Regions from separate parts of the Sus scrofa genome. Here region 1 is linked to region 2. The links are chromatin contacts, called in public Hi-C maps. All regions are on one chromosome and are shown on one strand. Each heading gives the region's core, a stretch centred on a gene start, on an enhancer-like site or on the middle of the called end of the contact. The rest is flanking DNA. Distances are from core to core; before and after follow the strand shown. Region 1 holds the start of LOC100738479 (tripartite motif-containing protein 34). Region 2 holds the start of LOC100523809 (olfactory receptor 52N4-like).

Region 1 (5,815 bases), core at 2,078-4,577, 94 kb after region 2:
AATGAAAGAGAAAAAAAGGAAGACGTATGGAGATAAATTTAGGTCTAGAAGTCTTCCCACTTCACCAATCATCCATGATGTAAACAGGATGAGACATAAGGCTGAATATGCACCGGTGGGTAAAGTCTAGCCCATGGTACAGGTACTGAAAATTGTCCAAAGTCCGTGTGCTCTTAGCTCCTGGCTGCAATGACTGTGAGTCAGACGAGGCTCTGAGGACTGGCAAGACCAGAGGTTTACATGATATGAGAGTGTTCCCCCACCCCACCCCGCCCTGGTTTACAGCTGAAGCTATGAGCCACCTGTAAGGTTCTCTGCTACTTTTCATTCTGTTCAGAATCCAACCAGTGCTGAGAAACACTAGGAGGCTAAATAGGAACGTGCGATCTACCATGGGGCTATGGACCTCCTGTTCAGAGTGGGGCTGTGGGAACTGATGTCAAAACAGCTGCCACCCAAATGGTTGCAGAAAGAGGAAGCTAAAAATGAGCCAGAGCATCCACACCTGCACAATGACCCAACCAATTCCCAAGAGTGAGCTGGGAGTCCAACAGAAGTCAGAAGAGATCACGTAGCATCTGCAGGACAGGACTCCGGGGTCAGACGGCCGCCATGGTGTCAGATGAATATATGCCACACTTGAGTCTTCTCCTAGCTTCTGGAGGAGTGATACTGGAAACGCTATGTGGGTTAGAGAGTAAACGGAAAGTGTCTCCAGAAAGTCAGGTGCAGAGAAAGATATCCTTTGGAGCTTCCAGACAACATCCTAGACGCTTCTCTTGGGTTCCTGAGTCAGGAACTGCCGCTGGGGGAAGGAGGACCTCTTTTTCTCATCCAAGGATCTAGGGAACTTAGAAACATTGCAGTTCTCCCTCCCCAGCCCTCTAAGCTCAGAGGTCCGGCTTCACAGCTCCTTAGAGTCCAGGACTCAGTCGTATTAATGAGCCTCTCCCAAAGATCTCTAGCTCTGGAAAAATGTGCTTTCGAGAAATCATGTTTTAACACAGGACCACTTTCGTTATCACTCCCAGTCTCATTCGATCATCAGAAGATGCTGAGTGTGGCCTCTAAATTAGCTCACCCATTTCCACGGCCACCATTCTGGGAGCAGTCACCTGCATCTCCCGCCTGGGTTCTGGGGAAACCTTCTCCTCCTGTTCTCCGCTACTACTATTGCCCCTCTTCACTCTCTTGCCATCCCTGTTCTCACATCATGGACCAGAATGACCCTTTTAAAGCAGACACCAACCTTGTCACTCTTCTCTCAAACCAATGTCATCCAGCGTGAGCCAGTTATCATCACGGTCCAGTTAGGTCACAGGACCCATCTCCTCCTACTGCCTCCCACCGCCTGGTACCCTGAGCCCACCTTCTACTCTCCACCTGCACACAGCTCCCCGGTCTACACTGGCTTCATTCCCCCCCCCCACTTCAGGGACAAACCCAAGTGAAAGCCTTCAAATCCTTCACATTCTTTCTTTTTTTTTTTTTTTTTTTTGTCTTTTTGCCTTTTCTAGAGCCGCTCCTGCAGCATACGGAGGTTCCCAGGCTAGGGGTCAAATCGGAGCTATAGCCACCGGCCTACGCCAGAGCTACAGCAACACCGGATCTGAGCCGCGTCTGCGACCTACACCACAGCTCACGGCAATGCCAGATCCTCAACCCACTGAGCAAGGCCAGGGATCGAACCCGCAACCTCATGGTTCCTAGTCGGATTCGTTAACCACTGAGCCACAGCGGGACCTCCAAATCCTTCACATTCTTAAGACTGCGCTCAAACACCTCCTGGCGACGAGGTCTCTCCGTGAGCACTGCTTAAAGTTGCCAGGCCTGGACTAGGTCACTGCAGACCCCTCCGCCTAATTCAGCATTTTAAAATGTTACCCCATAATATTAGCCACCTTCTTGTACGCTACATGAATTATTTTTGGTTTGTTGAAAAGCTCCCCCCCACCACCCAACGAGGATGTAAGCTCCTTTATGTATTTAACGTGTATCGAATGTCGAATGCCTCTTCATTATCTGTTTAGTGCCTAAGAACTACATTGTAAAAATAAGCAGATAAACCCTTTCATCCTGTGTATTAGGTCTGGCTGTTGACCCTGAGGAGGCAATGACATTGGGGCAGCAATGGGCCCTTCCTAGGAGTGAGGCGCAGACGCACGGCAAGGCTGTACCTGTGACTTCTAAAAAGTGGGAGCACAGATCAGAAAGGCCGTGTGTCAAAATGTATGTAGGGTACCAATCAGTGTGAGTGTAAGGGGAGTCCTCCCTCCTCAGTGTCAGGGGATGGAGCAAACGTCTTAGCCACGCCGCCGAGTCTTCGGGCTCCCGCTTAGCGCTCAGCCACTCTCCTGAATTAGCTCTGAACCACATCAACCCCACAAGGGGAGGAGCCGAGGTGGCAGTCAAGGCCACGGGGTGCCAAGGGGGAAGAATGACGACCAAAAGCTCCAAGGCAGCTGTCCACGGGCTCCTGAGGTCCGAGTGGGCAGGGCTCTTCAGAGACGCAAGCAGATGCCTGAGACGGGACCCCAGGGGGACACGGGACAAACGGGGACCCCGGAGGCAGGCAGCTGTCCTCCAACCTGCCCTCCTCAGGCAGGACAAGAGCTGAGGGTGTGTCGGGAACACCACAGACGGAGGGAGGGCGGGGATCCCGTCAGCGCTGCCCCTGAACTTGTCCCCAAGGCTCCATAGAGGGGCTGGGGCTTCCTGCCTTTGGAAAACACGGACCTCTTTCTCCAGGGTCTCTTCCGAGGAGGAGGGGGAGGTGGGCAGAAGAGGAGACTCTTGGTCTCTCTATGAGAGACAGACAGAGAGACAGACAGGTGGGGGGGATGTTCCAGTTTCTCTCAAAACTACAGAACAGGGAGGCAGCGGCTCTGAGCTCTGCCTAGAGAAACAAGGGCTTCTCCAGCCAACAAAACCTCTGCCTTTTCCAGGAGCCCGTCTTCTCTAGACTCAGGGTTGCCATCTGTCTGCCCTGAGAGCAAGAAGCCTGCAAGCTGGCCCTGCTGCCCCTGGGAACAAGCCTGGGCCACAGCCTCAACTCAACCAACGTCTTGGACTTTCCTTCTGCAGTCGCCCCACTCTCGGTGCCCTCGGAGACCTCCGACCTCCCACACCACCTGCAGCCCCACCCTCCCGGGTTAAGGGGTGAAGAAAAGCAATCAGCCTTTACGCACCCAGCAGGGCTCCGTCTGCAGGAAGCAGCTCCTCCCAGGAGCTGGCTGAGAAATGAAAGTGAAATCTTGGCCCGGCCGGAAAGGGGAGGGCGCTCTGGGCCAAGCGGGCAGGCAGCCGCCCTTTGGGGCCCCTGGAGGAGTCCGGCTCTCCCGCGGGGTTCACAGGCTGGGGAGGGACCTTGGGCACCTGAGCCCAAGTCCAGTTGCGGGGATGCTACTGCCACCTAGTGGGCAGCGGCGGGATCGTTCTCCAAGGCGCAAGGCAGCCTGCAAGGAAGAAGGGAGCGAGCAGAGGCTGAGAAGCTCTGCCTGACCCCGTCTGCTTCCCAGGCCAGCTAGGCCCTGAGCGTCTCCTGCCACTTTCACGGTTGTGCACAGGCCCTCGATCAGTCTACCAATGTGAACCATCGCTTCCTGGGCGGCGTCCCACTTGCTCCCGAAAAGCACCACCCGCCTCCTAAAAGCAGGCGTCGAAACCACCCCTGATGGGCAGGAACCTTGACCAGAGGAGTCCCTGTCAAGTCTCCGCCCTTCTTGGGCACAGGGTGACTCTGTGTCTCCACGTGCCTCCGTGAAAAGTGTCCTCTGTTTTGATGAGGAGAATAACTTCCTGGGTTGATTTTTCTGGGCTGCATCCATCAAGGAAATCTTGGTCCCACCTCCCGGAGAACGTGTTACATGAGAAAAAGTGTCACCTCCGGAAACTGCTTTAAAAGGTTGCCCTTATCGCTTTTCGCCTCCCCCATCATCTGACTCATGGTGGGGGGCCAGGGACACATCCGAGGAAGAAGGAAATCTTTAAAAAATTGTTGACATTTTAACAGCTTTCTCGTAAAATTGTCGGTATCCTTTACAGGTGGACCTATGCTGGGACCACGTTTAAGGAGTCACTTCCCACTTGGCCATTTAGGTCTTCTCCTTGGTCCAGTATCGGCCATTTCTAGCATTCAGATTGTCAATCCCTGGACACATTTGTCAAATCGTTGCGTTAGGTGTGCCCAGGACCTTCGTCTGGTCCATCAGTTCTGCGGACTGTGACATCCACGTTTTGTTTTGTTTTTGTTTTTTTATCACTGATTTTACTTGAACATCTTCCCTCTATTTTCCTTCGTCTCGTTTTCCTGTGACTCCGGGGGGCTTTGCCACCGTGCTCTGACTTTGCCGTCTTTCTGCTATTTTCGGAACCTCACGTTCCTGCATAGGATATGTGCAAAGTGGGGGGGGGGGATCGCCACTGGGGGAGCTTTCCTCAGGGTATCGCGATGTCCCCTCGTGCATCCCTCTCAGCTGAGCTCTTCCTCTGGGAGGCAGAAATGGCCTGGAGAGAAGGGCAAGCTGGGTGCATCCAGGAAGTGCCTCTAGTTCCATGGGTAGTTACCCTTGAGCTCTAGGCAAACGGAAGCGAGGCTGCAAGAGTGAGCAGAGTCACTTCGTCAGACTCCCTTGCTGAGCCTTTATCTGGAGGATGGCGACACCCACTACCAGATCCGAGCGCGGGAGACAATGCCAGGTTTTTCCAGCTCCGTCTGGTTTCTCTCCCATCATTTCCTCGCAGGACCCAGACTCCCCCAGAGTCCAACAGGACTCCCTTCTCTGTGAGCCTCTGCCTGCAGAAATGACTCCGAGGCCTGGATCGCCACAAGAACCACCCTGCATAAGGCCCTATGCACGTGGTAGATAATCGCGTATGTTTTAAAAGGTTTGTTTTGCAGTTCCCATTGTGGCTCACTGGGTTAAGAACCAGACTGGTATCCATGAGGATGTGGGTTCTATCCCTGGCCTCGCTCAGTGGGTTAAGGATCCTGTGTTGCTGTGACTGTGGTGTAGGCAGGCGGCTGCAGCTACAATTTAACCTCTAGCCTGGGAACTTCCACGTGCCACAGGTGCAATCCTAAAAAGACAAAAAAAAAAAGTTTAGGAGTTCCCATCGTGGCTCAGTGGTTAACGAACCTAACTAGGAACCATGAGGTTGCAGGTTCGATCCCTGGCCTTGCTCAGTGGGTTAAGGATCCAGTGTTGCCGTGAGCTGTGGGGTAGTTTGCAGACACAGCTCGGATCCCGCGTTGCTGTGGCTGTGGTGTAGGCCGGTGGCTACAGCTCCGATTCGACCCCTAGCCTGGGAACCTCCATGTGCTGTGGGAGCGACCCTAGAAATGGTAAAAAGACAAAAAAAGACCAAAAAAAAGAAAAAAGTTTATTATGAAGCTTTCTGTTTTTTAAAAATATTAGACTTTTCTATTTTGCACAGAATTACTTCACAGATTCTAACACATTAGCAGAGAACTGTGTAATATTTTTTAAATATTTTTATTCTCTTTAATGAAGTCCTTTTCATTTACAATTCTACTTGCTATTTGTGCTGCATTTGCCTTGTTTACCTGTATAGAATGATCACTTACTCCTCCTACTGAAATTTATTTTCTTTTTTCTTTTTTTTTCCTCTCTCTTTTTTTTTTTTTTTTTTTTTTTTGTCTTTTTAGGGTTGCACTCATGGCATATGGAGCTTCCCAGGCTAGGGGTCGAATCGGAGCTGCAGCTGCTGGCCTACACCACAGGCACAGCAATGTGGGATCTGACACACATCTGCGACCTACACCACACACCTACACCAAGAGAAAAGTTTTCAG
Region 2 (5,994 bases), core at 1,434-3,933:
GTAATATTTAACAAAATAAAAAATATATAGGTTTCTAAAGTAAACATTCAGTAAATGACTTTGTAGTCCCATATCTAAGAACATATGCCAATGGGTAAGACCTGAGAGGAGATGTGAAACTCAGAGATAAAAGCAAAGGAAACAACAGAACAAGACATGGATCTAGAAAAGACAGTGTTGATGTGGCATTGAGTAAAAGGTATCATGAATCTTACTTCACCTTGAAAATACTCATGAGCTTCAATAAACTTTTTAATGAGTCTATCAGTTTGGGATTCACAGGCATACAAGGATATAAATGGTTATTGATAGAGAAATAAGGCAAAAGGACCTAACCCAGGGATATGCTACTATAAAGGAATCCAGAAGAAAAGGAAAGGCACATGAGACCATCAGTAGTTTCCATGAGAATGAAGAACAACATGGGATGTGTGGGATGTTCCAGAAGTGGAAGAAAGAAAATGGACAAAGGAACGATTCAGTTACATCCAGTGTTGCAAGACTGACACAGAGGAGAACCTGTGGGATGGAAGAGCAAGAAAGTAACATGTGAGACTGATCAAAACTCTTTCAGTGAAATGCTGGCATGAAAGGTATTCTGGATAAAGCCAGAGGTGGGTGAGAATTATGTCTGGATGAGTGACTAGAGGTAATGAATATTAGCAATCTTTCGTTACATTTTGCTATCAAGGTGAACAGAAAATATGCGAATTTTGCGATGAACATTTATGTGTCTTGTGCCTTTGTAAAATTAAAAATACTAGAAGATATATCAGAAAATAGAAATTAGTGTAAAGTAACCACATCAGAGGAAGGCAACGTGGATTCTTGAAAGTTGTGCAGGAAAAAGAGACTCTGAAATCCGTTTTATGACATCTGAGACAATGCTTCAAAACTGAGTTTCGTCATAGCCTCTCACCTTCATGTTAATTTAGAAAGAGGCTGAATATTACACAGAAAATGTTTAAGTGAATCAATTAGTTTTATTTTCAGCTCAAAAGAAGAAAAGTACCCACTGTTCTGCACAAGGCTGTACTCATAGAAATGCACTTATTAAAATATTTTATAAATTTCATTGCTCTATGTCTCACTCCACACTATGCAGTCTTTGAAATCTTTCTCAAAAAAGAGAAAACTCATTACCTGGGAGGAAGCAATTATGAGAAAGACTTGGGCAAGGAGAAAACTATTCAGATACCAGGTTTCTAGGTTTCTTAAAAGACGCACAGAGGCTTACACGTCATTATATTATTGTCTTCATGGTAAACTTTCTAGTTTCATCTTTAAGATGTCATTGAGAAAACAAAGAACTTTGGTGAATAAAGAGAATACACAGTGCATTTTTTTCAAAGCTAAATCTGTTCTTAAATTGAAATTCCAATGACAATTAAAAACAGCAATTTCAGTCATCTGGCCCCAGATCCTTGGGTTCACAAGATTCAGTTTTCAGGAAAATTGCTCCTACTCCAAATGAGTATTTTTGTTTCTTGGAACCTGATAATATTGAGACCTGAATTATAGAGAGAACCTGGAGGTGAAAAACTCATGCGGAGGTTGATCTGGCAGGAAAATTATTTGCTAGTCTGCAAACAATATAATGGGGATGGACCTTGCTCTCTTGGCAAGGTCAGTTGCCTATTCTTGGAAAGTCTCTTGCCTAAACAAACAAAGAGAAGCATTTTTGTCTTCTCATCCCATCTGAGGCAAATTTTCCTTTTTCATAAATCATGGGATTTTGTGTTCTTAGAACCTGAAAGGATCCTTATGACACAGTCTTGTATCTGCTTGGTTTTCACCCCATAGACAACAGGATTCATAGTTGGAGGCAAGAGCAGGTAGATATTGGCCACGATGATGTGACACGATGGAGGGATTGTGTGGCCCCCAAAGCGGTGGGAAAAGAAGGAGAAGAAAGCTGGGCTGTAGGAGAAGACGATGGCACAGATGTGGGCAGTGCAGGTGCTGAAGGCCTTCTGCCGAGCTTCTGCCGAGGAGAGGCTGACCACCGCCCGGAGGATCATGGTGTAGGAGACGGTGATGCACAGGATGTCGAAGCCCCCGATCAGGAGGGCCGCCATCAGGCCGTAGACAACATTGGCCTTGATGTTGCCACAGGAGAGCTTGGCCACAGACATGTGGTCGCAGTAGGTGTGGGGTATGACATTGCCTCTGCAGAAGGGCAGGCGCTTGACGAGGAGCGTGAAGGGAATGATGAGGAAGACCCCTCTGAGGAAGGTGGAGAGCCCAGCCTTGGCGATGACGGGATTGGTGAGGATGGTGGCGTAGCGCAGGGGGTAGCAGATGGCCACATAGCGGTCCAGGGCCATGAGCATGAGCACCCCAGACTCCATCCCTGTGAAGGTATGGACAAGGACCATCTGGACCAGACATTCTTCAAAGCTGATTTCCTTGAGATGGAACCAGAAGATGCTGAGGGCTTTAGGGATTGTACTGGAGCACATGACAAGGTCGGTCAGGGAGAGCATGGCCAAGAAGTAATACATGGGCCTGTGCAGGGAGTCCTCACAGCAGATGAGGTAGAGGAGCCCGCAGTTGCCCACCACAGCCACAACATACATGGAGCAGAAAGGGAAGGAAATCCAGAGGTGCAGGTCCTCCAGTCCTGGGATCCCAGTGAGAAGGAAGGAGCGTGGATTCATATCTGTCTGGTTCAGCACGAGCATCATCAAGCTAATTTGATCATTAATCTAGTCTGGTGTTTGTGGATCCTCCTAGACAGACGTAAGAGAAAAAAAAAAATCTTTTTCATCACCATGTCTTCATTCCTTTTGCCTCTTTTCTTCAAGGTACATTTCAGTCGCCATATAACAAATCTTCCTGACTTCCAAGGAATATGAACACAAACATAATTTAAACCAAATGGATTTTTCTGCCTGTGTGTATTATCTTTTCATTCAGTCTTTTATAGAAGTATTTAACAAATACTTTTGATGTCTAACTTGCTTAGTTCTTTAATAGACCAAATGTATCCGTTTATAAAAGATGAACATTTTGTGACTATTTTTCTAAAGCAATTTTTTTTCTCTTGTGGCTGCACCCGTGGCATGTGGAAGTTTCTGGGCCAGGAATTGAATCCCAGCTGCAGCTGCAGCAATGCAGAATCCTTAACCCACTGCCGTGGGGCCTGGGATCAAACTGGCACTGCCACAGAGACAAGCCGGATCATTAACCCACTGCAACCAGAGCAGGAACTCCCCAAAGCTGTTTTTGTTGATATATCATTTAAATATTTGTAATTATGTACATATTCCAGACAGAAAAATCAACATGAAAAATGAAAAATGTAAAATATCATATTTTGAGAAAAAGATAGAATATAGTGGTTTCTCTTGAATGTGGGCATCAGGGGGATAGCAGTGGGGCTAGATATTGGGCCAGGCCAGAATGGCATACTTTATTAATTTCTGAACAGCAGGATTCTCCTAAGGAGACAGTCAGCCTGAGGGACATATCTTGGCTAGCTTTTTTTCAGATGTTATACTGAAAACTGCAGAAGTCAGAATACTTTAAGAATTCTTGGGGAGTTCCCGTCTTGGCACAGTGGAAACAAAAAACAACTAGGAGCCATGAGGTTGTGGGTTTGATCCCTGGCCTTGCTCGGTGGATTAAGGTTCTGGCATTGCTGTGAGCTGTGGTGTAGTTTGCAGACATGGCTCGGATCTGGGCTTGCTGTGGCTGTGGCATAGGCCAGCAGCAACAGCTCTAATTCGACCCCTAGCCTGGGATATCCGTATGCCACAGGTGCAGCCCTAAAAAGACCAAAAAAAAAAAAAGAAAAAGAAAAGAAAAAAGAAAGAATTCTTGAATTGTAGGTTAATGACTAAAATTTGGAAAACACAAATTTAGCCTCTAAAAGCAGAATGTAAATGCATAAATCACTGTAAAAAGATAAACTAGGTGCAAATTTATATACCACTCATCATCAATCTTCATTTCCAAAATTTGTTTTGGCCGCACCTACAGCATGTGGAAGTTCCTGGGCCAAGGAGCAGACCTGCACCATAGTAGCAACCCAAGCCCCTGCAGGGATAACGCCAGATCCTTAACCCACTGCACCACAAGGGAACTCCCCATTTCCAAAATGTATAGGCAGTAATTTTCCACTCCTCCTGCAACCATACCATTCTTAATTCTTTGGACATGAAAATAGATTCTTCCTGGTAGATAGAGCTGCAAAATATATATTGGCTTAAAATATAAGAATGAAAGGACTTATACACAGATTCTAATTCAAGTAATAAGAACAGGGGCAAGCAAGTGGGCAGCTGAAGAAATTGAAACACGATCCTGGTGACTTAGAACGGTTCTCTGTGTATTTTCCATTATTCCCTGACACGGCAGTAGTTCATTCCTGACTTCCACCCAAGCACTCCTACGTATTTGAAGGACTCTTTATGCAGATGCATAGATGTTGTAATCATTTTAATTGAGAAAATATAAATGTTTTCAACAGCGAGGAATAACCATTTCCACTAGAGCTTGCACTATCCCCATGCATCTCCTCTGACTTGTGCCTGGATCGGTAGAATAAAACATTTGTATCTTCAGGGAAAAAAAGAAAAACAGCTCGCGTCCATCTTAGATCCATTCTCCTCTTTACCTCTATGGCTAAATTGAAAATTCTGCTGTCACTGACCCTTATATTGTTAGATTTAGACACGTTAGACTTTGGAAGGCAAAGAAAGGAGGCGATATGTAGCAGGTTCGGTTTCCATGAACTTGGCTGCCGAAGCATCACAGTCTCTGGGCAAATTTTTAACTCAAGATTTTCTTGATGTGAAGACTGTTGACCTAAGCCTGAAGGAAAATGAGTGTTATATATTCCTAATATCCCAAAGGAATATTTCAAAGCATCAGAGACATAGCTGGTATTGGAATCAAGCTAACCTCCAGGGTGTTCAAAGGACAATTGATGCATATCTAAACCAGTATGAGTATGTATACACACGTGTACGTATGAATGCAATTTTGCATGTATGTAGTGGTTATATGAATATGAGTGTAGTTGTACAGTGGAGCATAGATCAGAAATGAGATATTTTAATTAAAAAAAAAAACTAGTGATTTCCCTACTCTAGGGCTCAGTTTCTTTCCCCATTAAGTTTTGCAAAAGCCCCAAAAGAACTAAGTTGAATACCTTTAAATATATAAATAATTTATTCACACAATCATTTATTAAATCTTTCTTTTAAAGTATATTTTTGTCACTTCATTGAAATAACATTTATTAGTGTATTTTTAGACTTTGTTAATATGAGCATATGCCCAGGTAGAAGCTTTAATAGAAATGGAATGATATATCACTACACATATATTGCTGCGTTTATAATTGAGTGTACAGGATAAGCAATGAGATCCTGCTGTGTAGCACTGGGAACTCTGTCTAGTCACTTACAATGGATCATGATAATGGGAGAAAAAAGAATGTTTGCATGTATGTGTAACTGGGTCACCATGCTGTACAGTAGGAAAAAAATTGTATTAGGTAAATAACTATTAAATAATAATAAAATAATAAAATGTAGAGGATTAAAAAATAAAAAAATAATTGTGTATAACTAGCACATTAAATATTCTTCCAAAAGAGGACATTTAAGTCTGCATAAATGTTTATTAAATAGAACATTTTAAAATATTTTCTGTCTTTTTATGCCCAGTTGTTTTTTAAAATTATAATTTAATAAAAATGCTTCAACACATATACTTGTTCATGAATCATGTATGGCACTCTGGTCTTATTATTTATTTAAAACAAATTCCTAGTCATGTATGAGTTTCCACTGTATTGTACAAAGAAAAAGCTTATGTTTAGAAGCTCTATACCAGTTTTATTGGACAAACTGATATATGAATGCCATTTAAATTTAGAGTTGTTTAATGACTAAAGATACTGTAAAAAATTAATAAACAGAAACTTCAATTAAATAGAGTTGCAAGGCCAGCAGGGGGAGCTATCTCACCCTAAAAGGATAG

The links. A called contact is a pair of places that touch in the nucleus more often than the background predicts.
Region 1: a contact with region 2 is called in a Hi-C map of liver, with 5 times the contacts expected there. The contact joins the promoter of LOC100738479 here to the promoter of LOC100523809 in region 2. A contact is called at or near these places in 1 of 5 promoter capture datasets (liver), 29 of 47 Hi-C or Micro-C datasets (alveolar macrophages, blood, brain and 12 more) and 2 of 2 datasets of contacts at active chromatin or transcription factors (alveolar macrophages and skeletal muscle).

What each region holds. Positions count from the first base shown.
Region 1 is chr9:4,185,201-4,191,015 of Sscrofa11.1, forward strand. It overlaps LOC100738479 (tripartite motif-containing protein 34), which reads right to left and starts at 3,328. Exons shown (of 8, transcript XM_005667079.3): 1 at 3,189-3,328.
Region 2 is chr9:4,091,724-4,097,717 of Sscrofa11.1, forward strand. It overlaps LOC100523809 (olfactory receptor 52N4-like), which reads right to left and starts at 2,684. Exons shown (of 1, transcript XM_003129486.4): 1 at 1,719-2,684. The coding sequence starts at 2,684. The coding sequence ends at 1,719.